Regions from separate parts of the Mus musculus genome. Here all the other regions are linked to region 1. The links are chromatin contacts, called in public HiChIP or PLAC-seq maps. All regions are on one chromosome and are shown on one strand. The core of a region is the stretch at or near the end of the contact, and the rest is flanking DNA. Distances in the headings are between cores, read along the strand shown.

Region 1 (3,123 bases), core at 44-2,543:
ATGGACCCCAGATCCTCTCTGCAAGAGCAACGCTGTGATCTTAACCACAGCCCCCCATCTTTTATCTTTCCACCGGCTTTGGTTTGGTTTAGTCTGGAGGGGGCATGGGGGAAGGTAAACTCAGGCTTTGTCCCAAGCCTGTGCAGAACCGCTCTGTGCTAAGGTGTGATACCTATCACTGTAGAATGTAGAACTCTTTGCCTGCTTGAGCCCTGAATCCTGACTCAGCCAGTTGCTCTAAAATTGGGACTCCCCATCTTTCTTCTGCAAAGCCATTCTCTCTGTTTTGCCTGTGGATCCAGTCAGGAGGCTGACTCTCCATCATCCTACTTAGCCTAGTAGGAGGGTGCCAAGACTGCTCACCTGACCAACCAGTCAAGCCAGATCAGAATTAGGGGAAAATAGACACGGAGACCAGGAACAGTGGCCGTTGGCCAAATGCTTGGCAGAGAGGCCTCTGTTCCTTTGGCTAAGAAACAGGCTGGGCACAGCCACCCTGATCAAGCTTCCGTGGCTCGGTGCTGACTGGGTCAGCAAACAGCTTTTTTCTTCCTCTCCGTGGACTTTCAGTCCCCCCGGTTCCACCCACAGAAGTTCCCCCCTCTGCAACACACGCCCAGCCCTACCTTTAGGGAACACCATTAGGTGGGCCTGGGTCCTCTGCTGTTTCCTCAGACCTTCATACTGGGCACGAAGAAACTGGATGTTTACAGGAGGCCCTTGACCTGGCGCCTGAGTCCTGGAACCCTCAGCCATTAAGCAGGTCCCCAGTTCCAAGAACTTGGGTAGAGCAGGGCACGGGCAGGCCAACCCTTTCATCCGCATCCGGGAGAAGAGCAAACACTGAGGGCTGAGGCAGGGGGAGGGGAGGAGAAAAGAAGTGTAGACGGTAGCGTGAAAGAAAGAGAAGAAGAACAGGGAGCAAGGAGAGAAGCTGGCAAGATACGGGGGGAGAGAGAAGGAGAAACGGAAGGGACAAGATCGGGGAGGTGGGGAGAGGAAGAGTGGGGAACAGTTAGTTCTTAACTAAAGAGGAGGATTCGGAGAGGGGCTGAAAAGGGGGCAGCGGAAAGACAAGGAGAGAATGGAGTGAGGAGCGGTTAAGAGCAGAGAGTGGGGTGGGCAGGAGGAGAAGGTGGGGAGGGTTGAAGAGCCACAGGTAGGAGTTGAGCGAGCGAGGGATCCAGCTCAGCTGCTGCGCTCTTTCTCAGTCCAGGGAGCTTTTATTCCAGACGGCTTCCTTGAGTGATGGTCAAGCTTAGAAAGCCGTTCCGAGGGCCACCGTGAGATTCCAGTTTCCTGGCAGAGCCGAGCTGGTCTGAGGAGTGCCAGGTGCCTGCTCAGTTCACAGATTTTGAACTTGACTTAGCAGGTCATCAAAACCTGCTGGCTTAATGAGCAACCACCACAAAAAAAAAGAAACAGCTTCTGCAACTTCAAAAGCTGGGGCTCCGATGTGTACAAGGTCACCCTAAGGTTTGAAGGCAGCCCCCAGCACACCTCTCAGATAAAAACTCCGGCATAAAGTCTGCCATAGAGACAGAGTCCAGGGTAGCCCTGGCTTCCCGCCAACCCCACCTCTTTGACATTTGAGCAGCCTTTGTGGTCTTGGCTTTTTCCAACTAAGTAACAAGTGGGTGTTTATTTTGCCCACAGCTACGTGCACCCTCACCCCCTTTTTGCCAGCCCTATCATTTCTGCGAATGGCAGACACTGCCTCTTCTTACACTAGCCGTGATCTATCCCTGCTCTGCTCTGCTTACTCAAGTAAGTGCGATTCTTTCTCCTAAGGCAATCCTTACCACTGGCCACTCTTGCAGAGCAATGGGTAGGGGATGGAGGAGGGTAAATCTTCAAAGAGTAGTCAAGGTAGTTCACTGGGGCTGCCATCACAAAGTCTCACAAACTGGGTGGTTTAAACATCAGACATTGTTCTATTTGTTTCAGAGACTATAAATCCAAGATCACGTGTGATCAGAGTCCGATCCTGTGGGAGAGTGTTCTATAAACCTTGACTAGCTCCTGCTGGCTTGCTTTTGCAGCCTGGTGGCCTTCATTTTTATGAAGGAATCACTTCACCTTTGTCTCGTTGTAATGTTCTCATGTTGAAATTTTCCCCTTTTATAAGGACACCAGTCACTGGATTAGTGCTTAGCCTGATAACCTCATCTTAATTTAACTAATTAAATTGGCAATAAACCTACTTCCTAGTAGGGCACATTGCAGGCTCCAGATTTAAGATGGCAGCAAGAGAACTGGAACTGAGCTGGTAAGATTTAGCTTTTGTTGGGTAGACCATGACAGTACCATTCAGGGAAACAGGAAGGAAGGGAGAGATGACCGGGGAGGAGCAACAGGGGACTAGTTTTAGATGTTATAGTTGGGGTGTCTTTGATCTTTCTGGCAGCAGGAGGGAGCCAGATGGTGCAGGGTGCTTTGTGGGGAAATCTCACTTGAAAATGCCATTCGTTTTGAAAAAGATAATTTGTTATTGGGAAGATTTTATTGTTAGGAATATATAGAATCAAGAAGTGATCCTAGATTGATCTCTGCCTTCCTCCCTCGCTCCCTCCCTTCCTTTCAGGAGTTATATGTACACATTTGTACGGATACACATGCCCATGTGTGTGTATGCATGTGTGCATGGAAGTCAAAGGTTGATGGCACAGGTGTGGGCATCATGATTCTGAGGTGGTCTTCTGCTGATCTTGAAATGCACCAGTTTGGTGAGGCTGTCTGGCCAATGTGCTCCAAGGACCTACAGGTGGGTATGTTCCCAGTGTTGGCCTTATAGACTCATGTCACCTGGCCTTGCCTTTATGCTGAGCTGGAGAGCTGCACTCAGCTCCTCTTGCTTGCACACAAGCACTTAACCAACTGAGGCATCTCCCTTCCCTCCCACTCTCCCTCCCTCCTTCCCTCCCTCCTTCTCCCCTCCTTCCCTCTTTCCCTTAGTTCCTTTCTTCCTTATTTTCTTTGTCTTTTTTTTTTTAATTTAAAAAAATTTTAAATTCTTTTACTTTTTAGACAGTTTCACTTTGTAGCCCAAACTGGTCTGGAACTCAATGTTATCTATCCTCCTGTATCGGACTCCCGTGCCCACTGTGAGTGCTAGGATTATGG
Region 2 (3,202 bases), core at 180-2,679, 130 kb before region 1:
TAACCTATCCAATTCTCCCTGGAAGACTTTACGGGCTTCCCCAAGTCAGCGTTGGGGAAGTGTTCAAGCAGGAGAAAGCCCTTCTCAGAGGTGGTCTGGTTCCCTGGCCCGTAAGTGAAGACGCTTTTAGGGAAATCCCAGTCTGATTTCACTTCCCTAACCTGGGGAGGTCCCAGATTTCCAATACAAAGGAAGTTAGGGAAATGAAATCCGGCTGGGACTTGGACTTTTCTCCCGCTGTGTTTGTCATTCAAACAGATTTTAAGAAGTTGAGCCCCGGGCCTTGTGATTGTGGGCGGAGGAGGGGATGGCTAGGGCGAACTGGAAAAGCCCCAGGGACTATAAAGGAGTCAGACTTGGGAGGTTGTGGATCACCGGGAAAGCGCTTCCCTGGTGAACAGCTGAATCTGACTCCGCTTGATGTGATTTTTCCTCTGCAGAAAACTTGCCCTAAAGCTGAGTAAGACGCACAATAGCTTGCTTTTTGAAAATGCTGTTTTCTGTCTGGGCCATTTATGGGTATATTGGTGTCCTCTCTAAGGACTTCTAGACTGCTCGGTTTTCCAAAGGTCATTAACATTATTTAAATATTCATCGCGGGGGAGGGGACGACAGACTGAAATTTCAGACCTCTCTGAAATGAGGGATGGCTGGCCACCTGCCTAATGGAGTCAAACCCTGAGCCTCAGCTGCTCCCTTCCCCAACTCTGGCATTGTTAACAGACACGCTTTGACACCAGAAGCCACCGACCGACCGCTGCACAGCCACAGCAGCCTGAAAGATGTACAAACCAAAGATTTTCCAGAATATCTCTCTACCTGCATCTCAGCCTTTGGACCACATTAAACTCTTATTATAGCTAAGAAACACTTCCCAGCCAATCCCTCTATGTTCGCTCTAACCAAGGGCCAGTCAGGGCTTTCTCCCACACATACTTCCACACGCACTCATACACATACACACACACACACACACACACACACACACACACACACACACACACACATATATATATATATATATATATATATATATATATATATATATATATATATGTATATATATATATATATATGTATATACATGCGGCAACGCCTTCACAGACACCCACCCATGCACTAACTCAGACACGCGGCGCCCTCCCCAGTTAGGAAACATTCTCTTGCCACCTCTCCCATCACTTCGGTTTCTCCATTCATTCATGCAGGCATACATACATACATGCATTCATTCACCATTTCTTAGGGCTCATGTTCTGTTCCAGCTACCAAGAGGAGGTATGGGTGGATGGGGAGGAGCAATGAAAACGGAGGGCGGACCACCGGCCTGGAGTGGGGCGGGCCCGGATGGGTGGGCGGGGCTCCCGGGTGCCAGGCGAGCCCAGAGGCTGCTGCTCTTGGCAGATGCGCTGGCCCCAGGTTGGGGCTGTGCCGCGCCTTTCCCTGGACGTTGGGAGCAGCAGGCGGCAGCCGCACCACGCTGGAGCGGAGCCGGAGTACTGCGCCCTCGGAACTGGCGCCTAGAGGTGGGTGTTCAAGTTGGGGCGTGGCGGTTCGGAACTCGGGCTAGAGCGCTCTCCGGCACTGGGAAAAGGTGGATTGTGAGGGTCTTCAAGTCTGTGTCTAGTGGATCCTGTCTGGGAAGCTATTCGAGCTAGAAAGGTCCTTATGCCTTTGAATTTTTTAGGTTTAGGGCATGGCCGGGCTTATTCAATACTTACATATGCTTTAAAAAATAAACAGCCCCACCTTCCGCCGAGATATACAGGAAAAACGGTGAAATCAAATGTGGCTGTGCAAAAGAGCCAGTAGAGGTAGACGAAGCCACCGAGGTCAGTTAGCCAAAAACTCCTGCCTGCTGGGGTGGCAGTGCTGGCGGCATCTTTAGAAGTCTATAGCTTTGCAAGGAAACTGAGGCCTAGGGTGCTCAGCCGGAGCACTTTTGGACTGGAGTCTAGGCTGCTGAACTTCTTAGCTGATGGAGGAAGCAACGGTTCTGAAGGTCAGGAAGGTTGGAGGGTGGGGGCTCGAGGTGAGCAGGATCGTCTGTCCTGAGGCTCGGCATTGAGGAGTTCGAACTGGGGTTTCATCTCCAGTGAAGCCCGGTTGAGAATCTGCGAATACTTTGAGGGGAATTTTAGGAGCAGGTCGCAGAGGAAAGTGCCACCTTTAAAGTCCGTAGAGGAGGCACGCTGGCAAAGATAAGAGCGGAGAGACTCTGGCAGCCCTGGGAAATTCTAGAGAAAGCCAGTGGATTAGAAGAGACCGAAACGAAGCCCGTGAGAACGGGAACCCTCACTGGAGAGCAGTGGCGCAGGTGGCCGGATGAGAGCGGGTGAGGGTCGGAGCAGCCAGTGATGAGCCAACCGGGCTGGGCTAGCAGCTGGGTCGCCGAGCTACACAGCACAGATGAACACACTACTACTCACTAGGCCCGACAATCCATCATCCCAAGCATGTGTGAAAAGGATGACAGTGGGTTCTCTCCTCAGACCCGGTAGCGTTTGTCCCCAGAGATTGCATACTGGGGACTTTGACAAATCAGCACCTTCCCCCGTGTCCATTCCAAGCCCAGTGGCTATAATCCAGCAAATTTACTACTGGCGTTTGCCTTTGAAAAATTGATTTTATGTGCCGTATTGTATCTTTTGAGTCCATGAACAAGTTTTACTTCTCTCTGGAAGCTCTTTTTGTCTCAGCGCGTGCTCACAGGCGCCTGGAGGCTGAAGAGATATATATGCTATGCACCTGCCATCAACACGCCTGGGGAACCGGCTTGCCTTTGCTCTGAATTCACTTAAGCATCACTCTTGCCTTCCTGGCAGCATTTCCATTTTAACCAAACATCCTTTCTTTCTCTAAGTCTGGCGGCATTCCCGGTTTTGACCAACTAGATTTTATAGTATTATGGGAAGGAATTGATTACTTTTAACACAGATGTTCATGTTCTGATTCTACTGCTTGCTCTCCACTCTGTTTTTGATCCTTTTCTTTAAAAGAGGGGGGGGGGAGGGAGGGAGAGAGAGAGAGAAAATGAGAATCCTCTCCCTTGGAAGGGGGAACCTCAAGAGTCCTGTGGAACATGTCCCCACTCCCACCCCGAGTTAGCCGTGGCCCAGGAGCACCTGTCTAGGTCTCCATCTCTGCCCCAGTCAGAGTTCTGCACCATGGAGTTCTGTCTGGTTTCTGGGATGCTGAGGTG
Region 3 (2,802 bases), core at 276-2,775, 180 kb before region 1:
GGGATGGGGGTGTGTGCCTAGAACCCCAGGCTTGGGAGGTGGAGACAGGTAGGTTTCCAGGGTTCACTGGCAAGTCAACCCAACTGAAATGGTATACTGGTTTGGATGGGAATGGCCTCCACAGGCTCGTATGTTTGAAGACTTGGTCCCCAGTTGGTCAAAATTTTTGGGAGGCATTAGGAGGTGTGGCCTTGTTGGAGGACGTGTGTCACTGGGAACAGGGTGAGGTTGCAAAAGATTTTTCTTGCCATTTCCAGAGCTCCCCCTCTCATTTCTGCTTGTGGTTTTGAGATGTGAGCTCTGAGCTCCCAGCTGTTCCTGCCAGCACACCTCTGCTCTGATAGTATGACCGCTAAGCCTCTGCTCTAATAGTATGGCGCTAAACCTCTACTCTAACAGTATGGCCACTAAACCTCTGCTCTAACAGTATGGCCGCTAAGCCTCTGAACAGTATGCTGAATCAGATGCTTTCTTTTATAAATTGACTTGATCGTGGTAGTTTATCACAGCAATAGAAAATGGTAACTAATATAAATGTTCAGGTTCAGGTTCAGATTCAGTGAGAGACTCTGCCTCAAGGTAGTAAGGTGATTCTGATAGAACAGGACATCCAACATGGGTATTTATAGAGAGATGCATACACACATAAACACACACACTCACACACACATACATTCACACATTCAAAGACAGTCACACATACACACACATCATACACACACACATACACTCATACAAATATACACACATACTTTCACACACATTCACACACCTGCACACATTCACACTCTCACACACACCTACACTCTCACATGCATACACACATTCACACACTCACATATCATACACGCACCACATACACATATACTCATATACAAACTCACAGCACACACACTCACATATGTGCACCCACTCTCACACTCACACACACTCTTTTACACAGACAAACACACATACACTCTCATACATGTGCACACTCTCACAAACACACATACTATACAGTCCACATGTGCTCACACACACTCATACACACACACACACACACACACACACACACACACACACACACAGAGTTTTTTTAGGAACAACCCCAAGGCGTATTTATTGAAATTAAGTTAACCTAATGTCGACTCCAACTTTTATTGGGCCTGAGTTGATCTGGCCTCTTTCTGCTTTCTGTTTGCATGGACTTCAACAGTCTGCCCCCAGCTGTGCTTTTGCAGAAGTGGGCAGCCTGATGCCCCTGCTCCACCATCTCACTTCTAGGCTACATGTGCCCTCCAGATTACTCAGACCGCAAGTATTGATGGAAGGGAGATGTAGAATGACCGTGTGCTTCCTCGTGATTTCCTGGATCCAGAAGGAGCCCGAGCATATGTCTGTCAGGAGTCTTTGGGTTGCAAGACACAAAACCAAATTTGAACTGGTCTGGAAAAAAAATGGGTGTTTATTAACTCACACAGCCTGATGACAGGAAGGGCAAAGGGCCAGCTGGGCACTATGACTAACCAGAGCTTGAGCGTGACTAACCAGGGATTCCAGATTCCAGAGCCATCCTGCTGACCCCTTGCCTCTCTCTTTGGTCAACACCCTTTCAGGCAAGCTCTTTCCACTGCTGGGGACATGACTGTCTTTAACTCCCAATGTCTCCATTTTCAGTTCACAATAAGGACAAGGTGACCCAGTTCTGGAGTTTAGAAGAAGGGCCCTTGAGTGGCCATCAAGGGGGCCCAGAGCCACTCAGATGGCCACCCAGGCCCGCGCTGGAATGTGGCGGGAAGGTAGTGGATCTTAGCTTTTCCCCAAATCATAACATTGGAGTTAAGAAGCATTTACCAGAAAACCCTAGAGGTGAGTGGGTGAGTGAACGGACGGGTGCTTGTCTTTCAGCGATGGATGGAGTAGACAGAGAAGGGAGAAGAGGGTAGCCCCATCCTTCCCAGCGCCACAGTCTAGAGATGAGTCTGGGATGTGCTGAGGAAGCCAGCTGTAATCAGAAGAAATGACTGGGATATCAAATACCCTGACAGGCCAGGCTCATCTATTCAGTAGCCTGCCTGAGCTCAGTAAACATACTGGATTGGAAAGGTCTCTGTGTCACCAGTTGACCCACTGCTTCCAGAGATAGAATGAGAGATGCTCTTTGAGAGGTAGCATCTATGTCTCAGCTAGTTCCTACCCCACCTTAATGATGTGGCTACCAAGGCTCTCTTCCTACACTAGCTCAGCCCTCCCGAGTCTGAGGCATTCCACCTTCAAAGATGAGTCTTTTTTCCTTTTAAAGATTTATTTATTTCATGTATGTGGGTACACTGTTGCTGTCTTCAGAAACACTAGAAGAGGGCATCAGATCCCCATCACAGATGGTTGTAAACCATCATGTGGTTGCTAGGAATTGAACTCAGGACCTCTGGAGGAGCAGTCAGTGCTCTTAACCGCTCAACCATCTCTCCAGCCCTCTAAGGAGAATCTTATTGGAAGTCGTTGGTCTCCCCTGTTGCCTTCTGAACCTTTGAGTAGAGATGTGGTTTCCATCTCTCTAAGTCATCTTCTTCTTTGCTTTTCTTGGAATTCCCCCTTGTGATTCCTTGGCCATCGTCTTGATGAAGTGGTGTGCATCTGTATATAAGAACTCAGGATAGCACACATTCTTTAGTCCCAGCACTCAGGAGGCAGAGGCAGGACGATAGCTGTAAAGTCAAAGCCAGCCTGATCTAAAGAATGAGCTCCAGGGACAGCCAGGGCTACACTGTGAGACCCTGTCTAAAAAGAACGAGAGAGAGAGAGAGACAGAGACAGAGA

The links. HiChIP or PLAC-seq counts read pairs in DNA pulled down with a chosen protein or histone mark.
Region 2: an H3K4me3 HiChIP or PLAC-seq map of the SCID.adh cell line shows a contact between it and region 1, with 14 read pairs. The contact joins the enhancer-like site here to the promoter of D630039A03Rik in region 1. A contact is called at or near these places in 2 of 15 datasets of contacts at CTCF or cohesin (CD8 T cells and the NIH/3T3 cell line), 12 of 484 Hi-C or Micro-C datasets (the AML12 cell line, B cells, adipose-derived mesenchymal stem cells and 6 more), 9 of 115 datasets of contacts at active chromatin or transcription factors (the SCID.adh cell line, embryonic stem cells, memory CD8 T cells and 2 more) and 3 of 9 other capture datasets (adipose tissue, liver and pancreatic islet).
Region 3: an H3K4me3 HiChIP or PLAC-seq map of the SCID.adh cell line shows a contact between it and region 1, with 16 read pairs. The contact joins the enhancer-like site here to the promoter of D630039A03Rik in region 1. A contact is called at or near these places in 4 of 15 datasets of contacts at CTCF or cohesin (CD8 T cells, the NIH/3T3 cell line, embryonic stem cells and 1 more), 17 of 484 Hi-C or Micro-C datasets (the C2C12 cell line, CD4 T cells, CD8 T cells and 7 more), 8 of 115 datasets of contacts at active chromatin or transcription factors (CD8 T cells, the SCID.adh cell line, embryonic stem cells and 2 more) and 3 of 9 other capture datasets (adipose tissue, embryonic stem cells and liver).

Annotation. Positions count from the first base shown.
Region 1 is chr4:57,914,971-57,918,093 of GRCm38.p6, forward strand. D630039A03Rik (RIKEN cDNA D630039A03 gene) reads right to left here and starts at 1,294. Exons shown (of 2, transcript NM_178727.2): 1 at 627-1,294. The coding sequence starts at 825. Gm42293 (a long non-coding RNA gene) reads left to right here and starts at 1,538. Exons shown (of 5, transcript XR_881308.3): 1 at 1,538-1,767; 2 at 2,585-2,764; 3 at 3,028-3,104.
Region 2 is chr4:57,780,797-57,783,998 of GRCm38.p6, forward strand. The region is part of intron 7 of Pakap (paralemmin A kinase anchor protein); the gene reads left to right. Among named protein-coding and RNA genes, the nearest start is that of Gm35099, 27 kb to the left of the region's middle. Within about 2 kb of position 1,430, at least 207 of the 459 cell types and tissues checked have an H3K27ac peak or open chromatin away from gene starts, as enhancers often do. A contact at or near this core is called in the AML12 cell line, B cells, CD8 T cells and 10 more, where this site is marked.
Region 3 is chr4:57,734,141-57,736,942 of GRCm38.p6, forward strand. The region is part of intron 6 of Pakap (paralemmin A kinase anchor protein); the gene reads left to right. All of the region lies in intron 3 of Gm35099 (a long non-coding RNA gene), which reads right to left. Among named protein-coding and RNA genes, the nearest start is that of Gm35099, 20 kb to the right of the region's middle. Within about 2 kb of position 1,526, at least 50 of the 459 cell types and tissues checked have an H3K27ac peak or open chromatin away from gene starts, as enhancers often do. A contact at or near this core is called in the C2C12 cell line, the HL-1 cell line, the NIH/3T3 cell line and 2 more, where this site is marked.